Linked DNA regions of Mus musculus: region 2 is linked to region 1. A link is a contact called in public Hi-C data. All regions are on one chromosome and are shown on one strand. Each heading gives the region's core, a stretch centred on a gene start, on an enhancer-like site or on the middle of the called end of the contact. The rest is flanking DNA. Distances are from core to core; before and after follow the strand shown. Region 1 overlaps Dlg2 (discs large MAGUK scaffold protein 2). Region 2 overlaps Dlg2 (discs large MAGUK scaffold protein 2).

The links. A called contact is a pair of places that touch in the nucleus more often than the background predicts.
Region 2: a Hi-C map of cerebellar granule neurons shows a contact between it and region 1, with 2.2 times the contacts expected there. The contact joins two enhancer-like sites. A contact is called at or near these places in 2 of 484 Hi-C or Micro-C datasets (cerebellar granule neurons and cerebellum), 1 of 115 datasets of contacts at active chromatin or transcription factors (forebrain) and 1 of 9 other capture datasets (pancreatic islet).

The regions. Positions count from the first base shown.
Region 1 is chr7:92,238,902-92,244,424 of GRCm38.p6, reverse strand. The region is part of intron 13 of Dlg2 (discs large MAGUK scaffold protein 2); the gene reads right to left. Among named protein-coding and RNA genes, the nearest start is that of 4930567K12Rik, 120 kb to the right of the region's middle. Within about 2 kb of position 3,619, at least 2 of the 459 cell types and tissues checked have an H3K27ac peak or open chromatin away from gene starts, as enhancers often do. A contact at or near this core is called in cerebellar granule neurons, where this site is marked.
Region 2 is chr7:92,435,922-92,441,939 of GRCm38.p6, reverse strand. Dlg2 (discs large MAGUK scaffold protein 2) reads right to left here. Exons shown (of 23, transcript NM_011807.3): 21 at 3,866-3,975. Among named protein-coding and RNA genes, the nearest start is that of Ccdc90b, 120 kb to the left of the region's middle. Within about 2 kb of position 4,554, at least 1 of the 459 cell types and tissues checked has an H3K27ac peak or open chromatin away from gene starts, as enhancers often do. A contact at or near this core is called in cerebellar granule neurons, where this site is marked.

The DNA.
Region 1 (5,523 bases), core at 2,370-4,869:
CCTGCCACTATTCATTACTCCTGTGCTATCCACTTCTTAGCCAATCTTCCAGACAGTCTCAAACAACATCCTCGTAATCATCTCTAAAGAACACAGAAGAACCAGAGTTCAGATGCCCAGGACCACACAACTGTCAGGTAGCTGAGCAGCCTGCCAATAATTCCAGCACTAAGAAGATGGATACAGGGAGATCCATAGATCAAGCCGACAAGGTAGACTAGGCCATAACTCTAGCTGTAATTGAGGGGCTCTGCCTCAATGAATAGGGTGAAAAGCAATCAGGAAACACTCCTCATGTCAGCCTCCAGCCTGCATACACAGAAGCATTCACAGCCACATGAATGTGCACACGCTCATGCACACATACACATACAGAGAGAGAGAGAGAGAGGGAGAGAGAGAGAGAGAGTGTGTTTGGAAAACATCTTAGTGTTTAGTTGTACATTATTTCTTCATTTGAATGTTGTTATTATCATACCCAAATGAAACTGTTCTACTTAAAACATAAGGCAGACTTACCTAAAATTCCTGCCTCTGTATTTACTCTGTATTTAATAATCAGCAGTACATTAACATTTCAGTTCTTAACTATGGATATATATATGTGTGTGTGTGTGTGTGTGTATATATATATATATCACATATATATATATATATCACATATATATACACATATATACATACATATATACACATTTATACACACACATATATGTATATATATGTGTGTATATATATATATATAAATTCTGGGAGCTTGGGTGCCTGAAGTAGCAGGGAAAGGGACACTCTTAGGGTTCTACATAGAAGCTAGTACCAAGCAGGGTGCTCTGTACTTCACTATTTTAAGAACCAGAAGCACTGTACATTGCTGGAATATGAGTCCTGGCCTCTGGTCTTTCTCCGCCTTACCCCCAGCTCACTGTAATTACCAGATCTAAGAATATTAGCCAAGAAACAGTTTCAGTGGCTCTTGACTTGTACAAGAAAGCTCTAGAAGAAGATAAGGAAGATTGTATCAGGTTTATACTACAGGACAGCAAGGCTGTCCTGAGGTTATCTGTGGGATAACCTTAGACCTTTGAAAGCTTATGTGTGATGGGCTGTGCTTTGAAATGGACATCAGCTATTACCCTTCCATGGTGTTGCATTTTGACCTTTACTTGCAAGTGAATCTGAAATGAAATGCCAGCATTCTGGAGAGCACTGTCTACGTGGCTGCTGAATCCTCCTCTTTAAGTCTTAGGGTCCTCGCCGACACAGCTACACGGGAGACATGTTGCCTGCACCAGGCTGCTGATCTGAGCAAATGGCAAGAAGATTGTCCTTTGGTTTTGTTTCCTGCCTTCCTGAATGTTTTCTGAACAGAGGCTGGATACGTGAATGAGGTTTTAGAAGCTTGGACACCAGGTAGGTGGACAGACAGCACCTAGAGAAGCCACAGCAGTGAAGGATGCTTCACCATGCTAGCAGATCATGAGCAAAATGGATCTGATTCCCTACAGATAGGAAACAGCCTCATAATCTCTTCTTTGTGAAGTGACCCGAAGTCCGCTCACTGAATTTGGGAATCAGACATTTGGGTGGGAAACTGTTCCCAAGTCCACTTCTTTTTTTTTTTTTTTTTTTTTTTTTTTTTAAGGAAGAGTTTATTTATTTGCTTCTTATTTTTTATTAGATATTTTCTTCATATACATTTCAAATGCTATCCTGAAAGTTTCCTATACCCTCCCTCCACCTCGCTCCCCTACCCACCTACTCCCGCTTCTTGGCCCTGGCATTCCCCTGTACTGGGGCATATAAAGTTTGCAATACCAAGGGGCCTCTCTTCCCTCTTCCCAGTGATGGCCAACTAGGCCATCTTCTGCTACATATGCAGCTAGAGATACAAGCTCTGGGGGGTACTGGTTAGTTCATATTGCTGTTCCACCTATAGGGTTGCAGACCCCTTCAGCTCCTTGGGTGCTTTCTCTAGCTTCTCCACTGGGGGACCTGTGCTCCATCTTATAGATGACTGTGAGAATCCACTTTTGTATTTGCCAGGCACTAGCATAGCCTCATATGAGACAGCTATAACAGGGTCCCTTCAGCAAAATCTTTCTGCCATATGCAATAGTGTCTGGGTTTGGTGGCTGACTATGGGATGAATCCCCAGGTGGAGTAGTCTCTGGATAGTCCATCCTTTTGTCTTAGCTCCAAACTTTGTCTCTGTAACTCCTTTCATGGGTATTTTGTTTCCTGTTCTAAGGAGGAATGAAGTATCCACCCATTGGTCTTCCCTCTTCTTGATTTTCTTGTGTTTTGCAAATTCCTGGGCATATACCCAGAAGAAGTTCCAACTGGTAATAAGAACACATGCTCCACTATGTTTATTGCAGCCTTATTTATAATAGCCAGAAGCTGGAAAGAACCCAGATGTCCCTCAACAGAAGAATGGATACAGAAAATGTGGTACATTTACAAATGGAATACTACTCAGCTATTAAAAACAATGGATTTATGAAATTCTTGGACAAATGGATGTATCTGGAGGATATCATCCTTAGTGAGGTAACCCAGTCACAAAAGAAGTCATTAGATATGCACTCACTGATAAGTGGATATTAGCCCAGAAACATAGAACACCCAAGATACAATTTGCAAAACCGAGTCCACTTCTAATAACTTCATCAAGAAAACAAGTTTACTTACTCAATGGGGGAAAAAAAAAGATGAGTATTGTCAAAAACAGAACTTATAAAATATATAAATTATACATACTGCAGAGATCAGAGTTAAGTCTGATTTTCCATGGAACATTTGTATTTGGATAAAAAATATTTCATTCTGCTGTATGTCATTCTCAATATGATACACATCATATGTATCACTCAGCGAATCCTCCCATTCATCTTACATGTTAATACCCTTAGTTTCATGACACCAAAATCCAAAAGCATTTGCGGTACTGTGTGAGTTAGGAACCATTTTCTGTAGGTTTCATTAAGAGGGGAAAGTGCAGTGATAAGGATGAAGATGGTATAGCCAGCTCTAAAATACTATCACTCTGAACCTTGGGACAAAAATGTTAAGGTTCACATTGAGTTGAGTCCAAACATGCATTTATACTGAGGAGAGAGAGAGTGGGGGGAAGTGGAGGGGAGGTGAGGGAGGGGAGGGAGGGAAAAAGGAAGGGAGGGAGGGAGGGAGAGAGCGAGGGAAAGAACATGAGAGTATTTGTCTATGGTAGAGTCAAATAGCCAGTTTTGGTGAAGTTGATACTTCAGGTTTTCTGCTCATTACATTTTGGGACAGATGGCTTCTGGCTGGTGAGTCTTGTAATAGTGCCAGGGTAACAGCTACCTGGATGGTATCCGTGAACACAAAAGGATTATATTCTGTGCCTTGAAGCTTATCTTTTTCTTTTATTTAAATTTTCAATGCTGGGGAATCAAACCTGGAGGTTTGTGTTCTAGGCAAGCACTCTTTTGCTGAGCTGCACCTCAACTTTCTCAGTCTTATTCTCTGGAAAGCCCCTACTCATCCTGGAAGTTGATTTATGGACATTAAGCACCATCTGATATGGTTGGCTCTCACTATATTATTCTATGTACTGACTGGAGAGGACATTTGTTAATTATGTGTTTTGTAGTTAACAAGTTGTGGATGTCCCAAACCTATTGACAGCTTCTCTACCATCCTCACCAAACCTAAGTCACAGCAACAGCTGAAAAATGTCATTTAGAGACTTGTAAAGCCCTAGGAAGGCTACCTTTATTCTAAATTTCAGAATGAGGCAAATGATTTACTCTTGGGTTCAGAATAGATATAAACCAGCCCACTCAAAGTGAATTCTAGGGACCACTGACAAAATTTGTTTTGGACTAGATGTGACCATGTAAACAAGCTGTCTGGGAGTCCTTAGAACAATCCTAGAGCTATCAAAGGTAAATCGCTCACTCTTGAAATGGAGCAAGACCAGCAACACAGCAAAACCAAAAGAAATGGGTTCCTTGAAAGCATTGCAAGCCATAGGGTATGACCTCTTAAACATGGTCTGACTGACTGTTGTACTTTTAAGTTACAACCACCAATATGTGCTTTATTGAACAAATCGGTTTTAGTCATGATTTTTGTTCATTGCAGCAGAAAGCAATGTGACCTGCTCATGCCATGGTAAGGTAGGACTCTCCCATAGAACTGCAGGCTCACATAGCCATCCAGGCCTCACATTATAAGCTTTCTGAGCTCAAGGATTCATATTTCCAATATTGTGCAATATTGTCACCTAGCAGACCTTTTCTTCTCATACTTAGTTCATATTTCATAAGCACTTCATAACAGGCAATAAAGAAACCATATCAAGTAAGTGACTGCATCACTCAGGTCAGAGCTCATCTCTTTATCAATTATTTTGTACATTTTTAACATTGGACTTTATTCTCCTTGCAATGTTTGCTCTTCTCAATTTAGAATTAGTCATTTCCCAAGCTCATTTAATCTGCTTTTCCTCACCTTCCCTAAGTACATAAACAATCCATGTTATAAAAGTTTATATGACACATAAATTGAAAATAAAAATAAGCAGTGCACCTCCATTTAATATTTGCCTTGTCAAGAGTTACCAATGTAGAAATCAAATGGACAATTTTGTCTTTATGTCTTTATTTCCCTGTCCATCCTTATCACCATCTCTTCTAAGAAAAATACATATAGTATAAATATAGCATATAATGTTAGTCATCAGAGCAATTATTTTATTTCTCTGTTTCAGACTGAGTAGACATTTTAATCTAGACACTCTATCTACTAAATATTTATTGTGCCATATACTTGCATAGGGATGAAGCATAGCTAATTCCTGAATATAAGTTATAACACTGACCTTTTTCTGAAATAGAAAGGAATGCCTATATTTACTGTATGGCAAAAACAAAACAAAACAAAACAAAACAAACAAACAGAAAAACATCAAAGGTTGCAAGGTTCAGTTGCGGGGAATACTTCCTAAGACATTCCAAATAGAAAACCTTGTGAAAATAAAGGTAACAACTACAAAAATACAAGAAAAAAAATACCTATTGTTTGATTCTCATTGCTTTAAAACACACACACATGCACACACACACACACACACACACACACACACACACACACACACGCACAATTCCTGGTTTTTAATAATTACAGAGATCTGCTGCCTGGAACTCCTAACTGATAATTCCTCCTAGGTAGGTCTTTGTTTCAACCACAACACAAGTTGAAAAGGAGGGATTTAGAGAATGAATCCTTGAAAAGGAGTGTGATAATAGCCATTTGGTCACATGGAGCTGAGGAGTCTGGGGCTGGCTTCAAGCCAGCTTGTAAAGCAAGGCTACTTCTTGCACTTTCTAATTGTACCCAGCCCCACAGGTTTCAAACCAGAACTTAAAACTACAGGCACAGAGAACACACCTGAAATTCGCCATGGTTCCTTCAAGCCATCATGCCTTCCAATGGCATAAATGATAAATGGCAAAGGGTTTAAATCCAGTTGGCCCCCAA
Region 2 (6,018 bases), core at 3,305-5,804, 200 kb before region 1:
CCTGAGGATTATGCAGAGTGGAGCAGATCCCAGAGGAGTTATGTAGCTCTAACTACTCAACTTGTACAAACACTGAGTCATGCCCATAGTGACAAGAACTCTAGACTTCCTGTTCTTGTGACCAAATGACAGCACAAGTGTCTGCTGAGGGACTGGTATACACTGGATACAGAGTCACCAAAAGTGCTGGGACCACAGTATTTCCAAATAGGACTATAACTGAGTTACTTAATCAAATGGTGAACTAGGATAGAGGAGCTTGGTCTAGAAGGATCTCTAATGTAGGGTGAAGGGTACAGTCAGATAGAAGGAATAGCCTCTAATCTTTAATACTATTCTAGGGTCAATGTGGTTGACAGAAAATAGTTGACTATTTTAAGTGGTTAATAGGGATTTAGTGTGATCTCAAGAATGATTCAAAGTAAAGAATGTTCAAGGATTCTGATCTGTCCATTACATTTTGTATTTATGAATCAAAATATTATACCATATCCCATCAACTCATAGAATTACCACTTGTAAATTAAAATGTATTTAAAAGGTAAAAACAAAAAAAAGAAACCATGATGGCTGCTTGATTTTTTGTTCAGGTAGGAAAATGGATTATAAAGGAGTTACGGCTATGACTGTCTTTTCTATTAACCTGGTTTATCATTAACTATATAGAAGAATGTTGTTTGATCTTCTGGTAACTAAAGTGCAATGTAATCTAGTCTCAAGGACAAGAAGGTGGGAAGGAAAATGGATATTTTTCTAATTCTCTCTAAAATCAATTTATTGATTCCTAACCCCATATTGGTATTATCTTCCCAGAGCCTCTAGCACTGAAAGTAGAGGTCCAATCAAATGAAAAGACATTTTTATTGGCTGGGTAGGTACATTTCTGAAAGTATTGGGGCCTTGTATGTCACTTGAACACCAGAGATCCAGGTTTGGAATCCCTAGGCTTAGTCATTCCCTTTCCCAGTGCAAGTTATGGGGGCTTGAAGTGGAGAAGTGGCTTCCTTAAGGTTGTCTATAAAGTAATCAGGAGTTCTACAGTAAAAAATTGAGCCCCTTTCTAAACCACAGTCAACCATGCCATATTATACCAAAGCTTGGTACCTTCTGAAACATGGTTATGTGAAGAAAGAAGTTGGACATGGGTTTCGATGTTACTGAGAACTGAAGTACAAAGTAAGATTTCACTAACCTTTGTTGTTATAAGTATTCTCATTACATTTTACAGAGTTCATACCTAAGCTTTAGGTTCTTTGAGGGAGAAGCCTATGGCTTGTTTATTACCATATGACATGAGCTTGATTCAATAACTGTCAAATGAGTGAGTGGAGGACTAAGTGGTGAATGAGGGAAATAAATATGGTTATGTCATAGATGCCAGTAGAGGAACACACAATGCATCATGGGTTCAAAGCCACAAAAGACCATTAATGGGGATAGGGTACTCAGACACAGGAAAACTTCCCATTGCTATGGGGTAGGTACAGAAGTTCAGGAGGCAGCATATTATGAAACTATCTCTTTCACATACGCCCTTGAATTTGTGTTCCTCTTCAGAGGCAGCTGTGTGCTTGCTCTCTGTGGATGATGAACAGGAGAGGTAATGTGTGTGATGGTGTGTCACTGTCTTGCTGTGACAGCTGCTATGCTCTGGTTCCAGCTGACCGAGCTTTGCTCCTTCCTGGGGAATGGGCAATTCAAGAGAGCATTGCTCCTGAAGTAAAAGCCCCAGGAAAGAGTGAGCCACAAACAGCCTTTAGTAATGAGATTGCACCAGGCTGAGTGTCAGCATCACTGCAGTGGAGATCCATGGGTATGGCTACAGCAAATTATGCCAAGGACACTGTCCTCATTGTGGCATCCAGCCTTTGGCATGCTTAGTTTTCCTTGGTGATAAGTGTCTGTGACAGGGCCCTAAGGCAGAACTGCATGAATCATCTGGTAGTTATGGAAGGAAGTAGATCTTCCATTGAGCACCAGATGGGCTGTCTCCCAGCGTCACACTGGACCAAATGTGCCACTGCTTTTGGTCCCTCAGGCTTTCCTTCCCTAGGAAGTCATCCCTCTCTTGTGTGTTTATGATGTGGATTAATTTCTATTTCTGAAATGAGCTTTTATGATGCTGTTCCCAAGAGGAGAGTGCCACTTTTCTTCTCATAAGATTAACATTGCATGGCTTTGTGTAGCGGTTTACAGATTATAAATCACGTTTATATAATGACATTGTGGTCACTTAACTAACTTTATGAAACACCGCCCACAGAAAAAGTTTAACTCGTGCCGTTAGAACACCATTTTATCATCAATACACATTTCCTATGTGGTAATTGGGGTTAATGTTCTTTATGTTTATTTACTTCCTAGTTTTATTTTTCTGTTTTGTCAAAAACCCTTGTCTACCTTTACTTCTGGGGATGTACTCTGTTTTTAGGATACAACTCTGATGATTTCCCCAGAGGTCAACTATGTGTTTGAAGTTTATCCTCCCAGCTGCCAGTCCAACTACTGTGGTTCAATTTGCAGCTTCGTCCTCAGAGGAGACCAAACAGGTAGCTGATATCCTCAGAAAACAATGGCTTCCATCTCTGGGAATAAGTACCTTCTATTTTTACCATCTTTCCATAAGCATTGTTTTCCAGCGTGCTGTGTATGGTTCAGCCCAACAACATTCTCCCAAGGCTTGGTTTGCCTCTCCTGGAGGCAGTGCTGAAGCCAGGCTCTTGTAACAGAGGCCTTGACCTCATCTCTGGCTTTCTCCAGGAAGCTGCTTATGTGTTTTATGAGGATAACACATTGAATTAGTGGTTCATAAAAAGTAACCCTGTATATTTTGCAATAATAATAATATTTCCTGAGTACTTACTATGTACTAAGGACTAAATGAGCCTCTGTGACATTGTTCAACCTTGTGGAGCTCAAGCAACTCGGGCTAAGATTATATGAAGGATCATTGGTTAAAAGAAAAGTTGGCCTTATTGTCCACTTTTCATGTCTCTGCTTGCTGCCTCTTTGCTCTGCTACCGTTCCCTACAGTAGCCTCACTGCTGTGTGGGAACTGTCAGATCATGGATATCCGCCTAATTTGCTGACTGGTTTGGAAGAGAAGTATTTTACTAGACCTTTGAAAATGCTTTGAAACAACATCAGAACCATGTTGTTCCCACGCTTACGTATTTATATAGATGTGGAGTGATGAATTAAGGATATAGTCATGTCCCTAGGGAAGGCTCTGTGAAGAACCAGTGTCTGCATGTCTTAAGGCAGAGTCAGAATTTTATTAAAGGCAATGTGGAATGTCAATGGAAAATTCTGAAACACTCTTTGTATTCTTTATAAAAAACAAAATAACTCATTTCAAGATTTACCTGTGAAACTGTTCTCAAAGTTAAGAAACAATACAAAGATGATAGTCTTCTGTGATTGATAAAAACTAAAATGGAAACTAAAATAACTGCCCAATCCCTCCATAAACCTCTTAGACCAAATGAAGCTGCTAACAAATAGAAAATGTGAAGGTGAAAACAATTTGTAAAGTAGTGAAGAGTTATTGACTCAAAAAGCTTAATATATATTCAATTAAGTATATATCTGATAATATAAAATATATAAATAATATTTATAAATAAGATGTATAACATATTTATAACAAAATTATATAGTAAATATATTTAACAATATAAAATAATATAAGCATACAATAATATAATACAAAATAATACTTTATAAATCTATTATCTATATGTTAAAAAAGGGAAATGCTTAATGATCGCACTGGCATTCCTATCTGAAAGCCTTTATGACAAACTGCTGTTGCTTGCTGTGTGTTCAGAGCAGGGTTCTAGATGGGGATTTATTCTCTACTTACATCAGAGGTTCCAGAGACTTGGGCTTTATGAAGATGGCAATGGGATAGAGCTGGGCGACTTGTAACCGCTTAATAGCATTTCCTGATACATCAAGTATACAGTGCTTGCCCTGGCAGAAAAATAGGAAATATACCAGGTTAAAAATATCAAGAAAAATGGCCAGTGTCCAATGAAATAAAATAAAGCATGTTTTAGACACAGGTATGAAGCATTAGGTTTCTAAAGACTGGGAAAAAAATCCCACTTGGAAGAATAATTTGAAGTATAAGGTAGGTATTACCGACTGTGTTTTACAGGAGAAAAGACTAAACCTTAGTGACTATTGACCAATGACCCCAAATTCCCTAGTAGGAAGACTGAAGCCCAGCTTTTGAGCATGTGTAGAACTGATAGTCGGAGTAGACATTTCATCATTTTAACCAATGTTAAACCTGGAGGAATGGTGATCATAGGGGCCTTGAGCAATTCTATACACTCATTCAGGGCTTATGTGCATTCTATCTTGATACATACATGATAGAAGGCAGACACAGAAGAAACCTCCTGTTTTATATGGTTCAATGCTGACTCTTTCAGTGAGTATGTACAGTTGCTTGTTAACCGATATAGAAAGCCTACTCCTTTATAACACACCTCATTTAACTTGGCCTCCAAAGCTGTGGATGCTCAGTGCCGGGAGCTACTTCATAAAATATTTCTGGGAAAGTACAATGATTTGCCACATTTCATCCTACCTCCTGGGGAGAAATGGCCTTATTACTTTGAGGCTAAGAGATCTTTACACAAGACAATGTATGTTTATGTAGATAGGCACCATCCTAAGTCAGTAAAACATGGAAAGTGTACATTATCTGTGTAATATGAAGAGTTCAGAGAATGCTTGAATACTTATGGGAAACACACCAGGATGTTTCATGCCTTATCGCTTAAGGAATACATCCAAGGGTTGCTAGCTGAGAAGCACATTGATTACATGAAAGGTGTAATGCTGTTTCATTATGCACTAGCCAGTATTCTTCTCAGTCAATGCAGGCTGTGTTTACATGTTCAAAGAGGAAAATAGATGGCAGCTTTCTAGGTTGCTTTCTAGAAACAATCCATATAGCTGGATAGTCTACCTGCTGGGAAGAAGAAACTAGAATATTCTAGTATGTTCTCGGACATTAAACTTCCTCATGTTATATTTGTGAAGGTTTCAATTCTATCTATTAACAGGGTTCAACATGATATTTCCAGATATGCTTATTATGTGCACTGATCAAGTCAAGTGTACTCTTTCTACCCTTGCCTAGTCAAACACATTCCTTGGTTCTTAGTAATTACTATTCTTTGAGGTAAGTACTTTCTAATGTTTGAAAATGAATATGTAGAACTTGTCTTAGTGTGAACAGCTTATATCACCTATGTAACATCCCCTGGGTCCATTCATTTTGCTCCAGATGATAGGTAATCAATCTATCTATCTATCTATCTATCTATCTATCTATCTATCTATCTATCTATCTTAGATTTTCTTTATTTGCTTCACACATCTAGGTTGATTCTATATCTTAGCTATTAGTAACATTGCCATGAGTACCATAGACTGGAAAAATTTCTTTGATAGGTTGATTTTATCTCTTGAATATGTAGCTAGCAGTAGGACAGATAGTTCAAGTAGATCTAGTTTTAGTTTTCAAGATTTATTGTTTTTAATTAAGTGTATGCATGTGTGTTTGTGTCGGGTATGTGGACATCTTTAGGTGCTGGCAGAGGTCAGAGACATTAGATTCCATGGAGCTGGAGTTACAGGTGCTGACAGTTATAGGTGCTGGCAATCCAACTCGGGTCTTACTCAGGAGCCGGAAGAACTCCTAACTGCCATCTCCCCAGGCCCTGGCTTTGGTCTTTAAGTTTTGCTCACAATGGCTATGATTGTTCTCATTCTCCCTACACAATACCAGCATTTCTTTGCCTTTTTATCCTCCTAGCACTTCCTTTGCTGTGTACAAACCTTTTAGTTTGATGTAATTTTATCTATCCATTAGGAAAAAAATGTTTTCTGGGTCATTAAGGCCTTATATAATATCTTGAAGTCCTTTTTTTCCCCTAGAAGTTAAGGAATTTCTGGTCTCCCATTTAGCTCCACAATCCCCTCTCACAAGATATCTAT